Linked DNA regions of Mus musculus: region 2 is linked to region 1. Evidence: chromatin contacts called from public ChIA-PET data. All regions are on one chromosome and are shown on one strand. Each heading gives the region's core, a stretch centred on a gene start, on an enhancer-like site or on the middle of the called end of the contact. The rest is flanking DNA. Distances are from core to core; before and after follow the strand shown.

The links. ChIA-PET counts read pairs in DNA pulled down with a chosen protein or histone mark.
Region 2: an RNA polymerase II ChIA-PET map of memory CD8 T cells shows a contact between it and region 1, with 11 read pairs. The contact joins two enhancer-like sites. A contact is called at or near these places in 4 of 39 promoter capture datasets (the 3T3-L1 cell line, hippocampal neurons and pre-B cells), 1 of 484 Hi-C or Micro-C datasets (liver), 1 of 115 datasets of contacts at active chromatin or transcription factors (memory CD8 T cells) and 1 of 9 other capture datasets (pancreatic islet).

What each region holds. Positions count from the first base shown.
Region 1 is chr10:60,137,275-60,142,420 of GRCm38.p6, reverse strand. No RefSeq gene overlaps it. Among named protein-coding and RNA genes, the nearest start is that of Mir6906, 13 kb to the right of the region's middle. Within about 2 kb of position 3,565, at least 31 of the 459 cell types and tissues checked have an H3K27ac peak or open chromatin away from gene starts, as enhancers often do. A contact at or near this core is called in memory CD8 T cells, where this site is marked.
Region 2 is chr10:60,377,472-60,382,600 of GRCm38.p6, reverse strand. Cdh23 (cadherin 23 (otocadherin)) reads left to right here. Exons shown (of 71, transcript NM_023370.3): 35 at 103-105; 36 at 3,255-3,404; 37 at 3,726-3,854; 38 at 4,779-4,907. It also overlaps a transcript of Vsir not described here. Among named protein-coding and RNA genes, the nearest start is that of Gm17455, 20 kb to the left of the region's middle. Within about 2 kb of position 1,255, at least 59 of the 459 cell types and tissues checked have an H3K27ac peak or open chromatin away from gene starts, as enhancers often do. A contact at or near this core is called in memory CD8 T cells, where this site is marked.

The DNA.
Region 1 (5,146 bases), core at 2,316-4,815:
TTTTTATAATTAATTAATTAATTAATTAATTTTATATAAGTACACTGTAGTTGTTTCAAGCACACCAGAGGAGGGCATCTGATCCCATTACAGATGGTTTTGAGCCACCATGTGGTTGCTGGGATTTGAACTCAGGACCTTTGGAAGAGCAGTCAGTGCTCTTAACCACTGAGCCATCTCTCCAGTAGGCCATTTTCTGATACATAGGTGGGATTTTTTTTTGGCACATCTGTAATCTCTGCACACCTAATATGAGAGGTAAGGCACGTAGGAAATTCATTGGGACAAGCATGTGCCAGCTAGTTGCAGTGCACAGCATGGTAACAGAAGCAAGAGAGGCCCTGCCTCAAGAAGAAGAAAACCAAACTGACTCCATCCTGTTGTCCTCTGACCTACACACACACACACACACACACACACACACACACACAGTGGTATGTGGGCACCCATATTCAAATGTAAACTAGATCCAGGATCCATAACAAAGGGCAGACTGGCCTCAACTTCCTCGATGCAGTCATTGACACAGATCTCCAAAGATGCACAGCCTGTCCACCCAGATGTGCACCAATCAGGTGCATGGGTCCAGCACCCACCCACACACACAGGTGCACAGGTCTGTTCCCCCCTACACACACACACACACACACACACACACACACACACACATAGGTGCAGAGGACCAGCCCCCCCCCACACACACACAGGTGCACAGGTCCAGCTCCGCCCACACACACACACAGGTGCACAGGTCCAGCCCCACCCCCCCACAAATGCACAGGACCAGCCCCATACACACACACACACACACAGGTGCACAGGTCTGTCCCCCTTCCCCCCCCCCCCACACAGGTGCATGGGTCCTGCCCTGCTCCCACACACACAGGTGCACAGGTCTGTTCCTCCCTACACACACACACACACACACACACACACACACACACACACACAGGTGCACAGGTTCAGTCCCCTCCTCCACTATTACCCAGTCCTTTTCACTTCTTTGCCACAAGCCTGCAAACTCTAGGAGAGCACCCACCTCCATTAGCAAAAACTACATCAGTATTTGGGCGTGGCACACATCGTAATCCTAGCACTTGAGTGGTGGAGGCAGAAGGATTGTCACAAATTTGAAGGCAGATTGGACCCTCAAGGCTAGCCACCACTATAGCATGAAACCCTACACTGCTAAGAATCCTCCTACAGAGGTGTCGTAATGTTTCTATCCCTGTGAAGAGGCACCGTGACCACGACAACTTATAAAGGAAAACATTTCATTGGGGCTGGCTCACAGCTCAGAGATTTAGTCCATTATTGTCGTGGAGGGAAGCATGGTGGTGTGCAGGCAGACATGATGCTGGAGAAGGAACTGGGAGTTCTACAACTGGATTGACAGGCTACAGGAAGAGAATGGCACATTGAGCCTGGCTTGAGTATCTAAGACCTCCAAGGCCGCCCCCTAGTGACACACTTCCTCCAACAAAGACACACCTCCTTTTGTGTCACTTCCCTATGAGCCTATGGGGACCATTTTCTTCCAAACCACCACAGTGGGTGATCGTTATTCTCTCTCCTCAAGGTCCCAGTGTCAAACTAAGGTACAATTTCATCAGAATTCACCCTGGGGGCCTTATGACTTCACTAGGCGTACTTACAGAGCAATGAATGAATGGATACTGGCAGGAGCCTGGGTGACCTTAAAGCAGCTGTTCAGGAAGGTGTGCCCCCAGCATAGGTTACAACTCCCCCATGACTTTGTAGATGAAGCCCCCGCCCCCAGTTCTTCCCCATCAATATACTCTACCCACCTCCCTCATACCCACCACCCCTGGCCAAGCCACACGCACTTCCAGCGGAATTATATACAAGAGGTTGGGAAGAGTGGCCAGAGTCCCTGTAAAGGACCATCAGGGAGGACTGTGCAGTGTGGGAACACTCAGGGTGCTGATATAGAAACAATTGATGGTTTCCCCCTCTGGGATGGAGATCAAATCCAGGGGCTGCTCACGCTGGGCAAGCAAGTGTTCTTGCACGATCAGCCCAGATGGAGCCCCCTCCTTTCCCTTATCTGTTATGCTCGGAATAAAAGCTTTGCTGGTTTCAACAGCACATGGAAAAATTGGAGCAATGCGGGCAGGCTTAGAAAGGCCGCCGCCGCTGCCCTGTGGGACGAGGGATTGACCTCCAGAACGTGTATGGGACTCTATCAGCTCAACAGCAGAAAAGCAGTTCTGATTTTACACCAAAGTTCTCATCTCTAAAGACATTTCTCGGGAGATAAAGAGTCAACGAGGGCCGGCAAAATGGCTCAGCAGGTAAGAGCGATTGCCACTTCCTCCTGAAGGTCTGAGTTCAATCCCCAGAGCCCACAGTGGAAGAGAGAACTATCTGTTCCAGAAGTGTCCTCTGACCTCCGTATGTGTGTATAATCCATATAGCAAGATAACAAATGAATAGTTGACACCATTTTGAAAAAGCATTTAATTCCACTAAATCACTGGGGAAGGGCAGATCAAAACCACAAATGACCCCAGTGTCACCTCATCCCAGTCAGGATGATTCTGATCAAGAAGACAAAAACACGCCAGTCATGGTAACACATGCACACCTGAGATTCCAGCACATGGGAGGCAGAGGTATGATCTGGAGTTTAAGGACGGCCTCTGCTATATAGTTAGTGAGCTAGCCTGAGCTACAGCACGCACACACACACACACACACACACACACACTCCAAAACAAACAAAGAACAGAAACTGGTGAGGACTTGAAGAAAAAGAAAGCTTTTCTGTAGCTGGTGGCTGCTCATATTAGTTCAGTTATCCCGGAGGACAGTATGAGTGTTATTAAAAACCTAGGAATAAAACCACACGACACAGCAAGCTCAGCGCTGGTTATATACCCAGGGGAAGGGAAGGAAGTTGGCATGCTAAACAGACAACTGCCCGTTCCCTCTCACTGAAGCACTATTCACAACAGTGACTATGGAACCAACCTAGGAGCCCATAGCCAGACTTAAAATGCAGTGCCTCGGGGCCTGGCAAGATGACTCATTGGTAAAGGCGCTTGCAGTCACGCCCCAGGAGTAAGCTCAAACCCCAGGACACACAGAACGGAAGGAGAGAGTGGATGCCCGCTAGACATTTTTCTGGTTTTCACACGCGTGCTATGGCATGTACACACACACACAATAAAGACATCAATGTGCTTTTTAAATGAGATGCTCATATGCATGAAATACTATACAGCCATAAAAAGCATGTCTTTGGTGGCAATATGAATGAAACCGGAGGCCACTGTATTAAGTGAAACAGGTCAGATTGCAGACAGACAGCTGCTGTCTACAATACAATAGTATAGTCTCATATAGAAGCTATCTCACAGAGTGGGCACAAGCTGTAGTTGAAAGAGAAGTGTGTGGGAAGAGCACTGGGCGAGGATGGGTAAATGGGGTTACTAGAGTTTTGTATTGGGTGGAGAAACCATGATTGTCAAGGAGTTGTGTATTTTGAAACCGAAAGCACGGTGTGTAGGGATGTGACATTGGAGTCCTGCCAGGCCACAATGTCTGCAGCACCCGCCTCTCACAGACACTAACAGGTACTTTACTGCCGTGTTCTCTGTGAGGCCTTAGCTAGCAAATTCCCTGGGCTGGGATCTCTCACCCAGGGAAGGGACTTTACCACAGAGGCTGTGTTGGTGGCCACACATTCTGCTCCCTGCCTGCTTCCCTGTCTCCTTCCTGGGGCTCAGAGAGCCTGGCTGTGGCCTTGCTCACCCCATCCTCATGGAAGAGCCCATATCTGCTGTGTGTCCTGATTTCCTCTCTGCAGAGAGCCTGCCTTGTTGTCAGTTTCTGGTTCTAGGGCCCGGGTTCTCCTCCCAGCCTTTGCCTTACTGTTACTCTTATCTGCCAATGGCATGAACAACTTCTCTAATCAATTACTTACTTCCCAGCTGTCCAACTCAGTGCTTTTCTTGCACTAACTCTTGCCCCCTGAAGCCCTTCTGGGAGGTGGGGGGGACCTTGAATGTTGCTAAAACAAAGAAATAATGAATGTTTGTGGAGGCAGACAGACGTGGCGGTGCCCCAATTTTCCCGCTGCACAGTGTATGTATGTTCTCACATATCCCACTGTGACCCATGAATGGATTCTGACAATTTTACTGACGTCAAATGCCAGGTAAATATGTATGTGTATGGTAGGGGCTTTGTTTGGTTTCAGTTGAGTACTCTTCTTCTCGAGCATCCTGAGACGTGTGTGATGGTCACAGTGCTGGGCAGATGGGTGGCAGGGACGCAACCTGTATGGAGCTGTGTCTGTGCACATTTGGTTTTTTCTCTTAGGTTTGTTCTCAGCAGCTCCTGGGCCCCAGCTACCATCCCCCAGAACTTGAGTGAAGTCAATATATATTCTGTTCAGTCCCCAGAAGTCTAAATACCAGAGAAGCAAGATGCTAGGCAAAGGAGGGGTAAGAGACTGGCTGAAAACGGGGACATGTCCAGGGAAGTCAGGAGCAGTGGGTACCCCATAAGTCTGGAAGGCTTCAGCCTGTGCTGCCAGTTGGCCTGCGTCTGTCCCTAGCAACATTCTGTTTGCTACTAGCCCAAGCAACCGTGGGCATCCAGACTGCTGGGATATGTCAACAGTGGGTGAATGATTTCAGAATAAATGCTGGTCCATGAAGTGGAAGAGCCAAACTTGCCTTGAAAGTTGGGGATGCTCCCGAGGAGGGCTCCCTCCGGTGAACTGGCCATCATCAACTGTGCAGCCTCCTTGGAGCTGATCCAAACACTTCAACAAACAAGCTTCGAGCTCAGGCTAGTGATAGACTCAAGCCCTGACCCACGGTCTACTTCTCTTCACAGTCACTTACCTGTGGTCACAGATGGTCTTCCAGCTAGAGGTGACGTTCCCAGGCGGGGTCTGGCCTCCAGACCCCACTCTCATGACAAAAAGCTGGTTAAAAGGAAGATGTGTTTAGGTAGGGGACTGTCAGGGAGTGAGACACTAGTCCACCAAAGAAGCTTAGGTCTTCTGGAAGAAGGGTCTTCTGAAGTGACTCCAGAGATTTTGGTCCAAGGTCACTAGGCCTCATGCCTTGGGGCTGTGGTTGGGGTGTGGAGTTTGACCTCTCTGTCACTT
Region 2 (5,129 bases), core at 6-2,505, 240 kb before region 1:
GACCCATGGGCAGTGGGTGGAAGGTACCAGGCCAGCCAGTAACCATCTATATCTGTTTTCTCTCCCTTCCTGTTCCTGCCCCTGCTCCCGCTGTGCCTACAGAAGGTGAGTTAGCCCATGAACTGCCTCGTACCACTGGTGGTGCACAGACCTTCCCTGGAGATAGGGCCCACAGGGCAGAGGGCTGTCCAGTTGGTGCAGAGAAGAAAGGTGATTGCGACCAAGCCTGGTGACCTTGGTCTGGTCCCTGGGACCCACACGGTAGAAGAGAACCGACTCTAAGTCATCCTGTGACCTTCACAAGATGCCATGCCCCGTGTTCACGCTTACCCGCCCCCATCCATACTCACCCAGCCACCCCAACACACACTAAACCAATCAACGGTGTAAAAAGAGGGGAAACATAAACATTTACAGCAGGGCTTCCTCTCAGACCTCTGCTGCCCACCCATTCTCCTCTCCCAAGCTGTGTCCTCCATGGTCCATCCATTCCCTAAGGAATCATGAGACAGAAGTGCAGTAATAAAGAAATACTTGGAACATACCCAGAAAGAGACCTGAGGGCTCCTCAGAGGCTGTGTGACAAAGCAAAGCTACTTAGCCTCTCTGTGTGCTTCCCCTGCCCCCCCTAAAGAGAGAATCCTGCCAGCAACCTTGCCCTCCTCAGAAGGGATGGCAGATCTCAGGAAGAGAGACATGGAAAGGAGGGTATTCAGGGCCAGCACCCAGGGAGGTCTTGGCATGGTAGCTGTGTCCACAGGGTGAGCCCCACTGCCAAGACTGTGTGCTCAGGAGTGTCAGACAGAGCCCCCAGAAGGACTGGGCCTGAGGGTGGAGTTCAGCAGGTTGGGGGTGGGGCAGAGCAGAGGTAGGGGGTGTGAATGGGGCTTTGACCCACACACACTTAGCTTTCTTTAACTCCTGGGGCAGCAGACAAGTACACCACATCCTAAATCTCCCAGCAGGAAACTTAGCAGATATGGGTAGCAGACCTTAGCATCTTCCTCGGTATCGTGGGCCCCCGCTGCCCTTCGGCCCTCGGTGGCTGCTGGGTATCCCATGAGAGCGTGGTACCACTCTGGCATCCGGGCAACCCTTTCTGATGTGGATGACAGGAACTTCAGACTCTCTCCCCCACTCAGCTCTCTTCCAAGAAGCAAAACCTGTTTCATGCCCCAGATACCCAGCCCAGTTGGCCCCCGTGCTGTTTGAGTTGCTACAGTGCACGTACAAAAGGCCTTTAAAGGTGGTACAATTTCCTTTCCAGGGCCAGTAGCCAAACCACAGCTCACCTCCACCTGACTCCTTCCTGCTTCAGCAATGGGGTGGGGGGAAAGGCCGGAAGGAAGTCTCAGCTATAGGAGCTCCTGGGTTGTATACTGGGGGATGGGGGATGGGCAGGGAGGTGAGGTTCTGAGGCTGGGAGCTGGAGAAGGCCTCCATCCTCTCTTCACCTACCAGAGCTGGCTCCCTTCTCCCCCCACACCCCTATCACCACCAGAAAGTAGCAACCACAGCACCACCATTGACTGACTATGCCAGGCCCAGCCTGTGCTGGCTGGGCTCCTGATGCAGCAGAAACCCACAGCAGATTTAACCCTGCCTGCAAGGCAAGAGCTAGATTCAGGTGGGGAGGGGACCCTATCACAGCGTCACTATGACATAATGTCAGGGAACGCTGGGGTGGGCTTGCCTAAAGTCACTCAGGCTGACCAGGGGTTAATGCAGCCAACAGGGAAAGGTTTGTTTGTTTGTTTGTTTGTTTGTTTGTTTGTTTGTTTTTCTGGCACAGGGAACAGGGTATACATAGGTCCTGTGGTGTGAGGACCCTAACTGACCAAAGAATTTGAAGGGCCAGTTACACACACACACACACACGCACACGCACGCACGCACGCACGCACGCACGCACGCATGCATGTACGCACACAGGACAGCTCACTCTGTCTGGTTTGGCTCTGAGCATGGGGTATACTAGCTATCACTGTTTCCATTTCCCATAGCAACTTGCTTCCTTAGCAGACTCAGACTACTTATTCCCTGGTAGATAAGTACAGGCCTATGGAGAAAGGCTGAGTGTCCATCAGACAGGAAGAGGAGGGGTAATGGAGATTACTATACACCACCTGTACCCGTGCTTGCTCATTTCCTGCTTCCTACATCCAGTGCTCAAGTCTTCTTGGTTCAGAAGTTTTCCGCTGAGAAAATGGAAAACCAGAGAGGTCGAGTAACTATGTGTAAAGTCACACAGCCAGCCATGGAGGAATTGACACCCCTACCACCACCCCCAGCTTCTGACATCAGCCTGATGCTTGGGGGGAGAGTCTTGGGGGGACTGAAACCAGGCAAGGCAGCCTGATTTGAGGTTGGGCACAGTGGCTTTCTTCTGTAAGATGGAAAGGGTCCCTAAGGACCATGAGCACTGTGCATACCAAAAGGCTGTCAGCTATGGGATCCAGAAATCACGGCCCTCAAAAGGATGGTGAGGACTGGCCTGGGGTGAGTAGAGCAGCTTGAAGCAGTTCTTAAAACCCAGGCTACCTCCCAACCTGCCCCTGGCAGTGAATGTAGCCGTGTGTGTAGTCTCTATGGCCTATGATCTTCCTGGGGCTGGTGGTCACACCCACAGTGACCCTTCTCTCTTCCCGTTCCTGGTGCTCTTCTCCACCCGAGATCCAGGCCTCAGACTTGAAAGAAAATGCTGTTTCCTGGAGTTTCCTTCCCCACCGGGTCACAGTAGCCTCCTGCTCCTGGCCTGATCCTCTCTCTTTAATACAGAACTGTGGACAAGAAGGCTGAAATCTGGCCAGCAGCTGCTTCAACCAGCCAGCAGCCCAGGATTCTCATTTCTGTGATTCATCGTCTTATTTCATATAAGAATCTGAACTCCTTAATCATGCTGAAAAACAGGAAGTGATGCCAGCCAGTGCCAGGGGGCTATTCCAGGCCTTCATTCCCATGAGCTGGAACCCAGCTGTCCAGCTGTCCCTGTCCCTCCCTGTACCATATTAGACAGTCTTCACTGGCCCCTCTCTTTGCTGTTCTGGCCCTGTGATACGTGTGCAACACCACACACACACACGCACGCACGCACACACACACACACACACACACACACACACACACGGATATTGCTCAGAGAAGGTGGGATGGAGCTTGGGACTTGAAGGTTTGCTCAAGGCCCCTGCTGACCTCATGACCTAAGGATATTTTGGAGAAGGAGGCAGGAGGTGGCTGAGTGTGTCTGCCCCCAGGTCTACATCACCGTTCTGGATGAGAATGATAACAGCCCACGCTTCGACTTCACCTCGGACTCAGCCATCAGTGTGCCTGAGGACTGTCCTGTGGGCCAGCGAGTAGCCACAGTCAAGGCCCGGGACCCTGATGCTGGCAGCAATGGACAGGTAGGCATCAAGCCAGGGTCCACCCAGGCTGGAGGGTGTTTCAGAGTCCTCAGGGACCGTCTGAGCCAGCAAGCTTTGTGTTAGCAAGCGGGAATGGACATTTACGTGGGGAGACTCAGGCTCACTCTCTAGGTTCCGAGGCTGCTGGCTAACATCCCCAGGACTGGGTACTTGCCAGGTACATACGGCCTGATCCCATTCCTTGGCATTATCTCTTTCTCCCAGGACCCCAGAAGGATAGAGTCATAGCGAGCATGGAGGCAAGGCAGCCCCATGAATCTGACCAGTCACCTCCTTTCCCTGTACCCTCTCTTTCCACAGGTGGTCTTCTCCCTGGCCTCTGGTAACATTGCTGGGGCCTTTGAGATTATCACCAGCAATGACTCCATTGGTGAAGTGTTTGTGGCTAAGCCCCTGGACAGGGAAGAACTGGACCACTACATCCTCAAGGTGAGCACCCACTGGCTCTGCCTACCCTTGCCACAAGAGTCAGAAGAGCCAGGCTTGATGGTACAGGCACATGCCTATCATCCAGACACTTAGAAGGTGTCAGAGGCCAGAGCAGCAGTTCAAGGTCATTCTTAACTATATCTTAAATTTGAGACCACCCTGAGCTACATGAGACCCTGTCTCAATATATATATTCATACATACATACATACATACATACATACATACATACATACATACATACATACATAAAATAAGAAATAGCCAATAGAACAAATGCCTAGTGGAGCTGGTGGGATGCTGACCCTGTCAGGAACATAGTAGGTCCTTGGACAAATCATTTCTTCTGTTTGGCTGGGCCTCAGTTTCCCCACATATGCAATGGCCAATAGAACCCCACCTGGCCTGCTTCTGCTGCACAGTGAAGTACCACGCTGACTACAGTGGCTGCTGAGGTCTTGGGCCTGGCCTGTGCACCATGAGGTTCTAAGCAGCCCACACTGCTCCTCTTCAGAAGCCGAGAGCCTAGAGGCCACCAAGGCAACGCTGAACTCCCCTACAAACCGGCTCAGTGTGTCATCACGACTCCAGAGGGTTGCAAAAGAATATTCCAGAACCCCTCTCTGCTTACCAGAGACCCAAAGGCTTGAATCCTATCTCAGACCCAAGGTCAAGGTGAAGCGCTAACACAACCCCAAACACAGACAAGTCAGGAAAATGATGACTGAATCAGAAGCCAAGTGGATTTGACAAGATTTAGGCAAGCATTGTCTGTAGTACGGGCAGAAGGGGAGAACTTAGTGGTGGACACAGGACAGGGATGGATCGCTGAGTCTCTTGGCTCTACCAAGTCCTCCCTATCAAGAGGACGGCCTCTGGGCCCCATAATCCTGATCCCATAGTTCCTTTTCTTCCTCCTCACAGGTCGTGGCTTCTGACCGTGGCACTCCTCCACGGAAGAAAGACCACATCTTACAGGTGACCATTCTGGATGTCAATGACAACCCTCCAGTTATTGAAAGCCCCTTTGGATACAACGTCAGTGTGAATGAGGTAAAGACCCCAGATTACCAGCAGCTGACCACCATCCAGGGTGGACCATGGTCAGAAGTTACCCATGAAAGAGCCATTCAAATGTCTTGTTGGCCCACTGGTCCCTCAGTCCTCAGAATAGGGATCCTGAATAGATACAGCCCTAGTACCCAGCATGGTAGTATATTTTTGTGGTTAAAACAGAGATCCCGGGACAGCTTCTTTTTTAAAACAAATGTATTT